2 separate regions of the Mus musculus genome follow, and region 1 is linked to region 2. Evidence: chromatin contacts called from public HiChIP or PLAC-seq data. All regions are on one chromosome and are shown on one strand. Each heading gives the region's core, a stretch centred on a gene start, on an enhancer-like site or on the middle of the called end of the contact. The rest is flanking DNA. Distances are from core to core; before and after follow the strand shown.

Region 1 (5,821 bases), core at 1,566-4,065, 240 kb after region 2:
TCCTTGTTTTAAGACAGGCTCTCTCATTGGGACCTAAGGTCACTTACTGACCTGGTACAGCAGGCAAGTGAGCCCCAGGGACTTGCTGCTCTCTGCATCTTAATAGCTGTGATTCTAAACACATGCCACCATGCGGTTTGCTATACTTTATTTTCACGTGGGTTCTAGGGATTGAACTGAGGTCCTCATGCATAAATCACAAGTATGTTACTGACAGCGACCACCACAGCCTCTAGATTAGAACTTGAACTTTAACATTCATTTCTAGAACTGATGAAGAAACGAAGAGTCAAAAGGTGGTTAAGTTATTCCCTCAATAATTTAGAATCGGAGACTCGGAATGCAGTGAAGAGGTGCTGATAGGTACCTGCAATTCTGGCACTCGGGAAGTGGAGACAGGAGGGTAAAGGCAGTTACAGACGTATAAGCCTGAGGACAGTCTGGGCGACTTAACCTCAAAAAGAAAGCACTCTAGAGGAAAATGTTCTGTATATAACGCTAAAGTAGCCTTTAAAATAGAAACAGAAGCCATTCATTTTGTTTTTAATAAACTGCATTTGGGCTGGGAATGTAACTCAGTGGTAGAGCCCCTGCCTAGAATCCCCCAGGAAGGGGCTGGGGCTGTGGCTCAGTGTTAGAGCACCTGCCTAGAATCCCCCAGGGAGGGGCTGGGGGCGTGGCTCAGTGGTAGAGCCCCTGCCTAGAATCCCCCAGGGAGGGGCTGGGGATGTGGCTCAGTGTTAGAGCACCTGCCTAGAATCCCCCAGGGAGGGGCTGGGGGCGTGGCTCAGTGGTAGAGCCCCTGCCTAGAATCCCCCAGGGAGGGGCTGGGGGCGTGGTTCAGTGGTAGAGCCCCTGCCTAGAATCCCCCAGGGAGGGGTTTAACATGTGTGAAATCCTACGTTCACTCTTCAGTCCAGAAAAATCATCTATTTTATAACACCACAATATGGCTAAATATCACTTCAATATCCAATAATATGTTATGAGCATCATTTCAACACACTGTTGACACGGAGGCTGATATGAGCACACTGCTTAGGAGACATCATGTATATTTCAGTGTGTATATTACTCATAGAGCACATCCCATGTGAGTCACAGGTTATCATGTGTGAGCCACTGTTGAGAACATGTTAATTCCACTTTAACTCCAGGGGTGGAATCTAGTCAATCATTTGCTTGCCATGTGATTATGAATAAACCACTCAAAGTCTTAGTGACTTAAGTGATTCATCTTGAGTTTGTGAGTCTTTACTGGTCAGGTTTATTAAAAGAAAGAGGATCGCTGGACATGGTGGCGCTTGCCTTTAATCCCAGAACTCGGGAGGCGAGGCAGGCGGATTTCTGAGTTCGAGGCAAGCCTGGTCTACAAGGTGAGTTCCAGGACAGCCAGGGCTATACAGAGAAACCCTGTCTTGAAAAACAAAACAAAACAAAACAAAACAAAACAAAACAAAGAAAGAAAGAAAGAAAGAGGATCTAAGCTGGGACGATAGCTCAATAAACTGCTTGCTTTGCAACTATGAAGACTTAATGTCAATCTCTAGAATTTATATTAAAAAATAAAAAAGATCTAAGTGAGGTGGCAATCACCAAAAAATCTAATAGCTGGGGAGGCAGAGACTGGATGATTCTGGGGGCTGCAGGGCTGTCTAAGAAACCTGTGAGCTCCAGGTTCATTGAGACCATGTCAGAAAGTAAGGTAGAAGGCTGGTGAAAAGAGAAACAGGGGCTGGTATGCACACAAGCGCACACACATAAAATAAACAAACAAAATGTAGGAAGAATAATTAAACAAATATAGTGGAGACTGATTTAGGAGGACACCGGATCTGCGTCTGGGCTCAATATACAAATACACAAAAATACACACAACATTTTTTGGTTTTTGTTTTGTTTTGTTTTGTTTTTCAAGACAGGGTTTCTCTGTATAGCCCTGGCTGTCCTGGAACTCACTCTGTAGACCAGGCTGGCCTCAAACTCAGAAATCCACCTGCCTCTGCCTCCCAAGTACTGAACATGTATATACAATACCACACACCAATTGACTTACACAGTTAAGATGAGTATGCACTCAAAGAGAAACATGAAAACTCATGTCGCAGAGTAACTTAGTGAAAACTCTGCTATTTTTTCCGGAACCCATCTAAAGTGAAGAAAGAGATGCCCATGGCCACAGAAATAGATGGTTTAAGAAAGCAGTTAAATTTCACTCTGTTGGAGGCTCCTCACTCTGAGCCTATCAGACATGCTAAGTGATGCTGAACAGAGATTGGAGACTCAAGCCAAACGAATTTAGAAGACCCAGCCTTGTCAGTGATTGTTGCTACTGGATGATATAGCAGGATCTCACATCTGCCCTGCACTGGGAGGGGTGGGTGGGCACAGGAACACACCAGGAGGGGAGCTAACAAGTGTAAGAGATGTCCATACTGCCCAACTTCACCTACACTACAGTACTTTTTCGGAAGTGATCAGCCAGAACACTGGCTGCAGGTGAAGAGCTGATAATTGTTCGGCTCTTTTTTATTTTTGATAACTAATAATTCACACTGAGTCACGGCATTAAAAAAAAAAGGCGGCATTTAGCATTCAACGGAGAAATAATTAACTTTTAAAGTTAGCCAGTCGAAGGAAATGCCAAGCCAGTAAGGGGGAAGTGGAGCTGACAACAAGAAGGGATACAACGGGACATTAATTAGGTACAAGCAAACATCTCTCCTAATAGCTCATGTTCTCATTCGCCAAATGTCAACAGTGGATATTAACACCAGATGCTGGCATGCAGTCTCCCCTGACGTTGAAGCTCGGCTTCGAGTGTGCTCGGAGAAAAGACTCCTGGGACTGAGGGGGGTGGGAGTCTGACAGGCTCAAGGCTGTGCTTCCTGCTCTTAAGTAATTTAGAGCCTTTATGAATGGCGGGGAGTGGAGAGCTTTGCAGGGAGGAAGGCAGTGTACTGGTGGAGGCTCTTGGGAGGGGTTTCTACTCTCTTGGAGCTCACAGTGCCTGGCCTCCCTTCTGTGAGAGGCCAGAAATGAACCCTCCTGGAGTGCTTAAAGGCCCTTGCAGAATGATGCAGAAGCCACCACCCCGAGAATAAAAATCATGACCAAAGAATAAGGAAAATGAAAGAAAACGGTATTGTTGCTCATAGACAAAGAGCATTGTTGTTTTCTTTTTTTTTTCTTTTTTCTTTTTTCTTTCTTTTCTTTTCTTTTCTTTTTTTTTTTTTAAACAATTTGTGCTTTCAAGTCAGTGAATGAAAAGATCTAATAAGGGCCAACAAAGTAGCTTAGCAGGGTAAAGACACTTACTCGAAAGGCTGACACTCCAAGTTCTATCTCTGGAACCTACATGGTGAGTACAGATGCACACAGATACCCAAAAACCAGGATCCCCCTAGATTGTATCTATAGTAGCGTGTGAGCCTCCCAATATATGAGCTGGGAACCAAATTCCAGTCTTTGCAACAACAGTATATGCTCTTAACTGAAGAGTCGCATCTCTACCCACTGACTCAGGCTGACTCTAGGCCCTGGATTCTGACTCACTACATAAACACAAAACTTTAATGTCTAGAATTAAAGTTGTATACACGACTAGGCCAGGGTTACGCTGTGCTTGGGAGCAAACCCAGGACTTCATGTATGTTAGGCAAGCACTAACCCAAGCAAGCTCCACTAACAAGCTAACAGGTTCCCCTGCTGTCAGTCAGCAATCAATTCTCTCTTAAATCGGGAGCTCCCAGGGGAAATAGAAAATGATTTCTGTCTGTCTATCCATCTCCAAGCATGTATTATTCATAAGGTGAGAATATGGAAGGCAGGAGGGAAAAAAAAAACCAACAACATAAAACAAAATCTGAGGCTTCAAAGGCCGATTATGTTACAGTGAAATCAAGCTCAAAGTAGCTTGTCAAAGAAGGCTCTGCCAACAGTCAATTATACTCTGATTTTGTGCACCGAGACAGTAACTATAGGAGTGCCAATGACTTAAGCCACACACACAAAAAAAAGGTCCACATAGTCCTTCTATGAAATAATCCTCTCTGTGATGGTTTTTGAAATTCACTTTAATCAAATCTAGTAAGATGCTCCAAATAGCATTTATCCTTTAACAATCAATGCTCAATCTCTAAATCCTGGCTTTTACTTTAATCACTCATGAAAATTCTATTATTCATGGGCTGATGTAGATCCGCCTTGCTGTGTGTGCCAAGCGGTTGTAGTGTTGTTAAACCTATATAGGCTGCTCTAAGACCCCCTCATCATCAGCGTGGAACTGGAGCTGGAGAAAGGAGGGTCAGTGAGTGGAGGTCTCTAGGATGGAAGGCTTGGTGACAAGCACGAGATCTGCGATGGTGAGCTACTTCACTTCCTCAGACCCTCGGTGCTCTCTGTGAAACAGAGGCTGACAGAGGTGTTTCTACATCACACAGTACTTGGAGGGGTTAAGGGAAAGGACGGGGTCAAAACCCTGTACTGCTTCTCCACCACCATGATGCTTAATATAGACTATCAACTCCACAGGTCTAGAATCATCTAAGAGGCAAGGCACTGGGCATGTCAGTGAGGGATCATGAAGATGAGGCTCTCTGAGATAAGAAGACCTACTCTAAGTATGGATGGCCCTCCCATGGGCTGGCACTCTGGATGGAATTAAAAAGGAGAAATTGCTGAGACCCATGTGGTTGGGTCCTGGAAACCTCACTGGAGGAATGGGGGAAACCGAGAGAGGACAGACCCAGGGATATGTGTATGGAAAAGCTGGGAGCATGTGGGGTACTGACAGATACACTCACTATTACATACATCTCCCTGAGTAAGGAGTCACTGTTCAGCTGATCTCAGTTTGAGGTCTCTATAAGGGAAGCAGTCTCAAGGTGTAAGCATCTCCAAGAAGCAGCTGTGGCCATCACTTTGTGTACAAACTGCCCACACCTACACATGAAGACTTTGCTATTTCCCTGAAGCAGACTGGAATCCTTTGACATGGCTGTGCCCAGGTTACCAATACACATGTACTCAGGACTTCACCTTTCCCTATAAGAAAAGGAGTGGAGCACCGTGATTGGCCTGCTTCCTGCGTTGCAGTGTGACCAGCCACCTCACACCACTGCTGCGATGCCTTGCCCACCATGAGCCCACATGAATCCTCTCTCTAAAGCTTTTCCTCTTTTTTTTTTTTTGGATCAGATAAGTCATCACAGCAACAAGAATGCAATCACTACCTACCCCCAAGTAAATTCTGTGATATTGTAGGGATCAGACAAGGTCATTCCCGGAGAAGCAGCACTATGGAACTTTGTTCAGGGGAACGGGGAAGACAAACTCCACAAACACACACAGAGACAGAAAGCATCCTGGGAAAGGAGATGAGTGTATGCGTCATTCTTAGGGCTGGGGAACTTGGTGTCCTTGGGCTGACTGTTCAAGGTTACTGAGCCGTTTACCAACACTCACTGGCATTCCTTCATGTGAAGGGATGACCTTGGCACACAGACCTCAGATGCTTCATGTAGGGATAATGGACCCAAGTGATGGTTTGGGTGCCTGGGTTCCATCCTAATGCTTTGCTCTAATACAATAAAGGCCATCGATTCTAAGAACAAAGATGATGTGGGTGGTATAAGCTGTTTTACACAGAAGGTGTTACACCACAGTAATCAAGTTTCTAGACTGCGTTCTGAAAGACAGCAGACATTCCCTGGGTACCTCAGGAAGGCAAGGAGAAATGGTTTGCTGCCTAGGGAGGTGAGCTGACCTGATTAAGGCAGTTGCACCCAGAATTTTGAGAAGAAAGCATTAAAAAAAAAAA
Region 2 (6,020 bases), core at 1,626-4,125:
TCATAGGCTGAAACAATTAACAGTAAGTGTGGGAAGGACCTGAGAATGCATGCAGTGGGTGGGGGTGGGGCAGCACAAAGTGGTGATCTTTAATATTTAAGACATATCAAACTTGGCCATTGGTCGTTCTTGGGGAGTGATGGGCTTCAAATACCCTTTCCTGTTGTGTGTTCAAGCATCTACCTATTGTAGTATTTCCTGAAACATCAAAGGAGTGGGCACCTGATGTATCTTGTGAAGAAGTCAGACAAAATAAGAACAAGTCACTAACAAAGCCAGCCCATACCAAGAGACCAGGGTCCTCAAAGGGACAGTTTTGGTACAATTTTGATAAGAGTTTCATGATTAAAAAAAAATGAGACTTGGGAAGGAAAGAAGAGCCAGGTTAGGAGCCTTTAAAAATATTGACACATAGAAGCTGGCTCTGTTGGCAAAGCAGTGTCATTTGAGACTAAGGACCTCATTTAGATTAGCAAAACACATGTGAAAGGCTTAACCTCAGATCACCTGGCTGCTCTTGTCCCCATAAACTCAGGTCACCTGGGTACTCTTGTACCTATTACCTCAAGTCACCAGTTACTCTGTTGCCTATTACCTCAGATCACCTGGTGCCCTTGTACCTATAACCTTAGGTCACTTGTGTGCTTGTCTCTTAGACCTAAACCCTAGGCCACCTGCGTGCTCTTGTGCCTATAGCCTCAGGTCACCTGCATGCTCTTTTACCTAGAGAGCTGCAAGGCACCTGGAGAGGTTCTCAACCAGAGACACACGTAAGCAAGGCTCTTTCCCCAGCTGCTCTTGTCTCAACCACGAGGAAGGTGGACTTACAGCTCCAACGTGCTCCAGCTGTGCAAGCTTGAAAGCCCACACAGTACCAAAGACACACCACCACTATCACTGGCCTAGTCTTAATGAAGCGACAGGCAATTTCACTGTCGTTACCTCACCCCACCCGTGCCATGAAGCCCTGGGACAAGAGGCATTCCCAGATAGTCCTGCTGAAGAAGCAAGAAATAGAAGTCGAGGCAAGGGATGGCATGAACAGTAGAACAGAAAGTGCTCCTCATCATTATCAGTCAATTTGAAACCCAAAGATGGCCAAAACTCTGAGGGCTTCTCATGAGCTGGGCTAACAGGAGTCCCCAAACTGACACTCAAGATTACACCCTCCCCCACAATCACTGGAAGCAAATTATGTAATTATATTTTGAGTAGAGCTTTCTCTCCAGTTTTCTCCAATTCTATAGCTTCCCACAAGTAAAAAAAAAAAAAAAAAAAAAAAGCACCAACAACCCTTTAGAAGAGGAAAGTAAACACTATACTGCCAGAGAAGCAAATAACAACTCTCTAATTACCAGATTACTCCCCAACCAAGGTAAATACCTTCACTCTTTAGAGATCCGTAATCTGAAAGCTGGCCGTCCCTGAGCTATCCAACGCCTCCGACCGAACAGCCCAAGCCCCAGATTTTCAAGATGGAAACTCTAGGAGGGTAAAACGCACTCTTGAACGGCCCCTCCCCCTCTTCCAGGTTCATTCTCACCGAATTCTGGAAAACACCCATCCTACTTCATGCTACTACCTGAGAGCCCTGGGCATCTCTGGATTACCTGATAAGTTCATTTGGATTTTTTTTTTTATGAGGCTCAAATTAGCTGCAAATCAAAAGTCTAGCTTGTCCCAGCAGGGTACAGAGCCTTTACAGAGAATTCAGCTCTACTTCTGTTACTCCAGCAAGGTACCCATATTTATTTAAACCTACTGGTTACTTATCCATTAAATGGGTTTCTTAACCATCACATTGGTTATTTAATTCCTACCCCCATGGTTCCCCCTAGAAATAAAAAGTGCACTATAATTATATAAACTCTTAATTAAACTGAAGAATTCAGTTGCCATTACCCGTCAGTAATTCCACTCAATTAGGACAATAGACTTCCATTTATTACTGAACTCCTAATTGCTACTCATTTTCCTGGGTAGTAACTGCCAGTCCTATCAGACGATCCGCTTAAAGAAAATCCTGCTACAACATATATATTTCAATCCGGGATGGGGGTGGGGTGGGGAGGGGAGGTGAATCACATAGCCCTTACTAGTTAGGAGCTAGGTCCTCTTCTGCAGCCCCGAATGACTCCTAGGCTTAGAAATCCGAAGGCTGATGCCTCAGGCTGCCTGCGATCCACTGACTCCAGGAAGACTCAGCCACAAAGGCAGACCATTATCCAGGTAGGCGAGAGAATCCCAAAACCAACACGAAAGGAAAGAGAACTCAGAAACAATAGCACTTCATACAGTTCCTGAATTTCCAAAGACCAAATTCAAAGTCTCCAAGGAAGAGGCATTTCAGATCCGGAGATCCAAGGTAGATATTGGATTTGTCGCGGGAACCACTTGGGTCCTGGAACACTGAAGATAAGGGTTCGTAAGTGGCAGCGTAGGGGTACCTTCGCAGGGATCAGCCAGGCTTCACCTTCCTAGGCAGGTCCAGTGCGCTGAGGACGCAGAATCCTGCATTGGACTTGCACAAGTCCTGCCGTGGAACCGACTTTCAAATAGGTGTGCGGCGACTAGATGTGAGCCGGTGAGCGACCTACTCACAACTCCGGGACAGCAGGGGCTCCGGAGCGGCACGACCCTAGTCCGCAGACCAGCCAGGCTCTTGACGCGCCTCGACCCGCCTCCTCATGATCCTCTTTCCAATTAGCCCAGAAACCTGCAAACCGGCCGTCGACTAGCAAAGACACCCGCGGTGGGGAAACTTGACAATTTATTCCTGAGACCCGGGGGAGGTCACCCGCAGTGCACCAGCTGATTGGCTGCAGCGAAGGTTGCAGCGGTCGCAAAGCAAAGGCAGAGAGAGCGCGCACAGCTTCTGTTCCCGGTCGGCAATCCCAGTGGGCTAGGCAGGGGTATATAGGCAGCTCTGTAGCCAGCGGGGAGGGGGTGGCTTGGTGCACGTGACATGGAGGCTGTCCTAGGCACAACAGCCCTCAAACAGCAAACAGCTTCTCTATCCGGATTGGGTGGCTGCTTGGGTTTTTAGATGTCAAACTCTGAGCCCTCAATCCTGCTCTCTATCTCTCTCTCTCTCTCTCTCTCTCTCTCTCTCTCTCTCTCTCTCTCTCTCTCTCTTTCTCTCTCTCCCCTTTCTTAATTTCTTTTTCTTTTTTCCTGGTTTACTGACAGGGTCTCGGGTAGCTTAGGCTGGCCTCTAGCTTACTGTGTTGCCAATGCTAGCCTTGAATTCCTGATCCTCCTGCCTCCATCTCCAAAATGCTGTGACTATAAGCATGGACACCATGCCTACCTAGCTCAGAAGAGAACAAAGCTTTATCTCTGATTTTCTATCACAGAAAGGGAGACAGAAGATGAAATGGAGGAGACTAGAGATGAGTGGGAGGTGGGCTCAGGCCTGCCTTCCTTCTGCCTTCCCTCCCTTCTGTTTCTCCCTCATTTCTCATTTTGGGGGTAGGGTGGGTGGGCAGGGTGTCCTGTGCCCTACGCCATCTTGGAACTTTCGTGTAGCTAAAGATGACCTTGAGCCCTGGCTCTCCTGGGTGCCAGGAGTACAGAGTGTGCACCCTCACACCTGGTTTACGCAGAGCCGATAGGCAAACGTTCTATACCAACTGAACTACATCTCCAGAGGACCCCAGCTGCCCTTGGTGCTGCCTTCCCCCAAAGAGCATTTACAGCCTTGTCCCAGACGTATGGGATACGGAATGCACTCAATTACTGGTGTCTATTCCACAGTAAATCAGAGAGCCTTGTCTGCATTCTATACACTAAGAAACTAAGCTTGGGATACTTCTGTGACTTCCATTCCCTGAGCCAACAAATCAGAATGGACACACAGAGGCAAGCCTTTAATCACAGACTGCAGCCACATTTCAGTGTTCCTTGACCGAGGGTGTGTGTGGAGGATGGCTATTCCACACAGCATTATCTCTGTGCAGGGAACTCACAGCCAGGGGAGAATAGCAGAAGCCATGGAGGATGCTGCTTTCTGACCCATTCTCAGTCACTTGCTTAGGTAACAAGAGACTTACACAGCCCAGGACTACCTACCCAAGGAATGGTGCTGTCTCTAGGGAACTAGAGCCCTCTTACATCAATTAGCAAGAAGACAACCCCTCACACTTCAATCTGATTGGACATTCCTTCCTTCTCCGGTGTCAGGTTGACAGTTAAAAGCTAAGACAAAGGTACTATATTGCAAATGATACCAAGCCCCTAACAGTGGTGACAAAGTGGCTAGTCACACTTCTTGTAGTCTATCCACTCCATTTGGGAGATTCTTACTGCCTGGAGCTACATCAAGGTTAACGAGCTCATCCACCCCTGTCTCCCAGTGACTCAAGGTGTCTCCCTGTACCCTGAATGCACAGACAAGAGACTCCAGTCCTCTGGTGCTACCTGGATTTGGAATACGAATAGGCAGGGCTCAACACTAGGGGCACCGTGCTTGTCATCTTCCTGGACAGGCTGGTGAACTTGCTGATGACTGCTAGCACAAGACACTTTCTTCAAGCAAGGCCTCTGGATCAGCAGCACCCAGGAACTTTTATCAGCCATGACAAATACCGGGCCAGACCTCCTCCTACCGAATCAGAAGCGGTAGAGGTGAGACCCAGCCGTCAGTTCTCAGGAGGATGCCAGGAGGTACTGGCGCAAGCTCAGGATAAAGAAATTCAACTCCAAGTGCTACTTTCTGGGGTCACACGTGAGAACAAAGGAAAAGGCCAGGTTGGAATCTGAGCAAGTCACCACTGTGCATCAAGAAGTAAACGTGTTCCTCCTCAGCCTCAGCTGCAGCTCTTCTAGGGCCAGCTCTGAAAGAGTCTGAGAACCGAGGCTACAGGAGTCTCTTGAGGTTCTGCGGCTAGATTAATCTTCTTGGCATCTCGGTGTAGTGGGAACAGAGTCGAGATCTGGTCAGGCCAGGCTCTGTGGATCATGTCATGGACATCTGGGGCAGCATGCTATTTTCTGTCTGGCGATGTTCTGGGATGCTCCGTTGGGTGAGACGAAGCCTCCTGCCAAAGGGTCAGGGCTCCTTTGGGGACCTGCTATTCAAATGGCTGGTGTGCCATGTGGGGACACTAACACAGATTGTGGGGGATGAGTTGTTGCACTGTGGCATTCCCTGGGGTGGTACCACTGGACTTGAAGTCCAATCCTAGAGGGACAGTCCCTCTGCTTGCCTGGATATTGTAACAACTGAACAGCATCTGGTGTTGGGGGGAGGAAAATAAAGCATTGCTGACAACAGGCTGGGCTTGTTGAACCCATGGCTGGGGAGATGGCTCACAGGGTAAAGGCTACCTAGACTGATGACCTGAGTTTGATTCCCCAGAACCAATGTGATGGAAGAAGAGAACCAAGCCCTGAAAGTTGCCCTTTGACCTCCATCAGAGACTGTTTGACATGCATGGATCAAACATTAAATAAGTTAAAAAAAAAAAAAAGGTCGGGCGTGGTGGCACACGCTTTTAATCCCAGCACTCGGGAGGCAGAGGCAGGCGGATTTCTGAGTTCAAGGCCAGCCTGGTCTACAGAGTGAGTTCCAGGACAGCCAGGGCTACCCAGAGAAACCCTGTCTCAAAAAACCAAAAGAAAAAGAAAAGAAGAAAGAAAGAAAGCAAGCAAGCAAGCAAGCTGTCCATTGAAGTTTCATGCAGTCCAGGCTGGCATTGAACTTGTAGATAAAAAGCCTTGAATTCCCTATCCCCCTGCCTCTACCTTCTGCATGCTGGGATTCCAGGCACGTGCCATCATGCCCAGCATAGGTACTCTTATTATTTCTGTTTTACAGCTGAGAACATTGAGTCATAAATGTGACAAAGAACTTATCCAAAGTTATGGAATTAGACACCAAACCCAGCCTTGCCTTGGCTCTTGAGCCTAGAGCCCTCGGCTTAATGCTATTGCTCATGACAAAAAGCTAAGAAAGGGACCTGCAGGATGGCTCAGTGGTTAAAGCTCTTGCCAGGCAATCTTGAGGACTTCAGTTTGGA

Evidence for each region. HiChIP or PLAC-seq counts read pairs in DNA pulled down with a chosen protein or histone mark.
Region 1: an H3K4me3 HiChIP or PLAC-seq map of embryonic basal ganglia shows a contact between it and region 2, with 2.1 times the contacts expected there. The contact joins two enhancer-like sites. A contact is called at or near these places in 2 of 484 Hi-C or Micro-C datasets (embryonic stem cells and muscle stem cells), 4 of 115 datasets of contacts at active chromatin or transcription factors (embryonic basal ganglia, embryonic hindbrain and embryonic stem cells) and 2 of 9 other capture datasets (adipose tissue and pancreatic islet).

The regions. Positions count from the first base shown.
Region 1 is chr5:131,852,731-131,858,551 of GRCm38.p6, forward strand. All of the region lies in intron 4 of Auts2 (autism susceptibility candidate 2), which reads right to left. Among named protein-coding and RNA genes, the nearest start is that of 4930563F08Rik, 25 kb to the right of the region's middle. Within about 2 kb of position 2,816, at least 36 of the 459 cell types and tissues checked have an H3K27ac peak or open chromatin away from gene starts, as enhancers often do. A contact at or near this core is called in embryonic basal ganglia, where this site is marked.
Region 2 is chr5:131,613,861-131,619,880 of GRCm38.p6, forward strand. All of the region lies in intron 5 of Auts2 (autism susceptibility candidate 2), which reads right to left. Among named protein-coding and RNA genes, the nearest start is that of Gm29681, 200 kb to the left of the region's middle. Within about 2 kb of position 2,876, at least 65 of the 459 cell types and tissues checked have an H3K27ac peak or open chromatin away from gene starts, as enhancers often do. A contact at or near this core is called in embryonic basal ganglia, where this site is marked.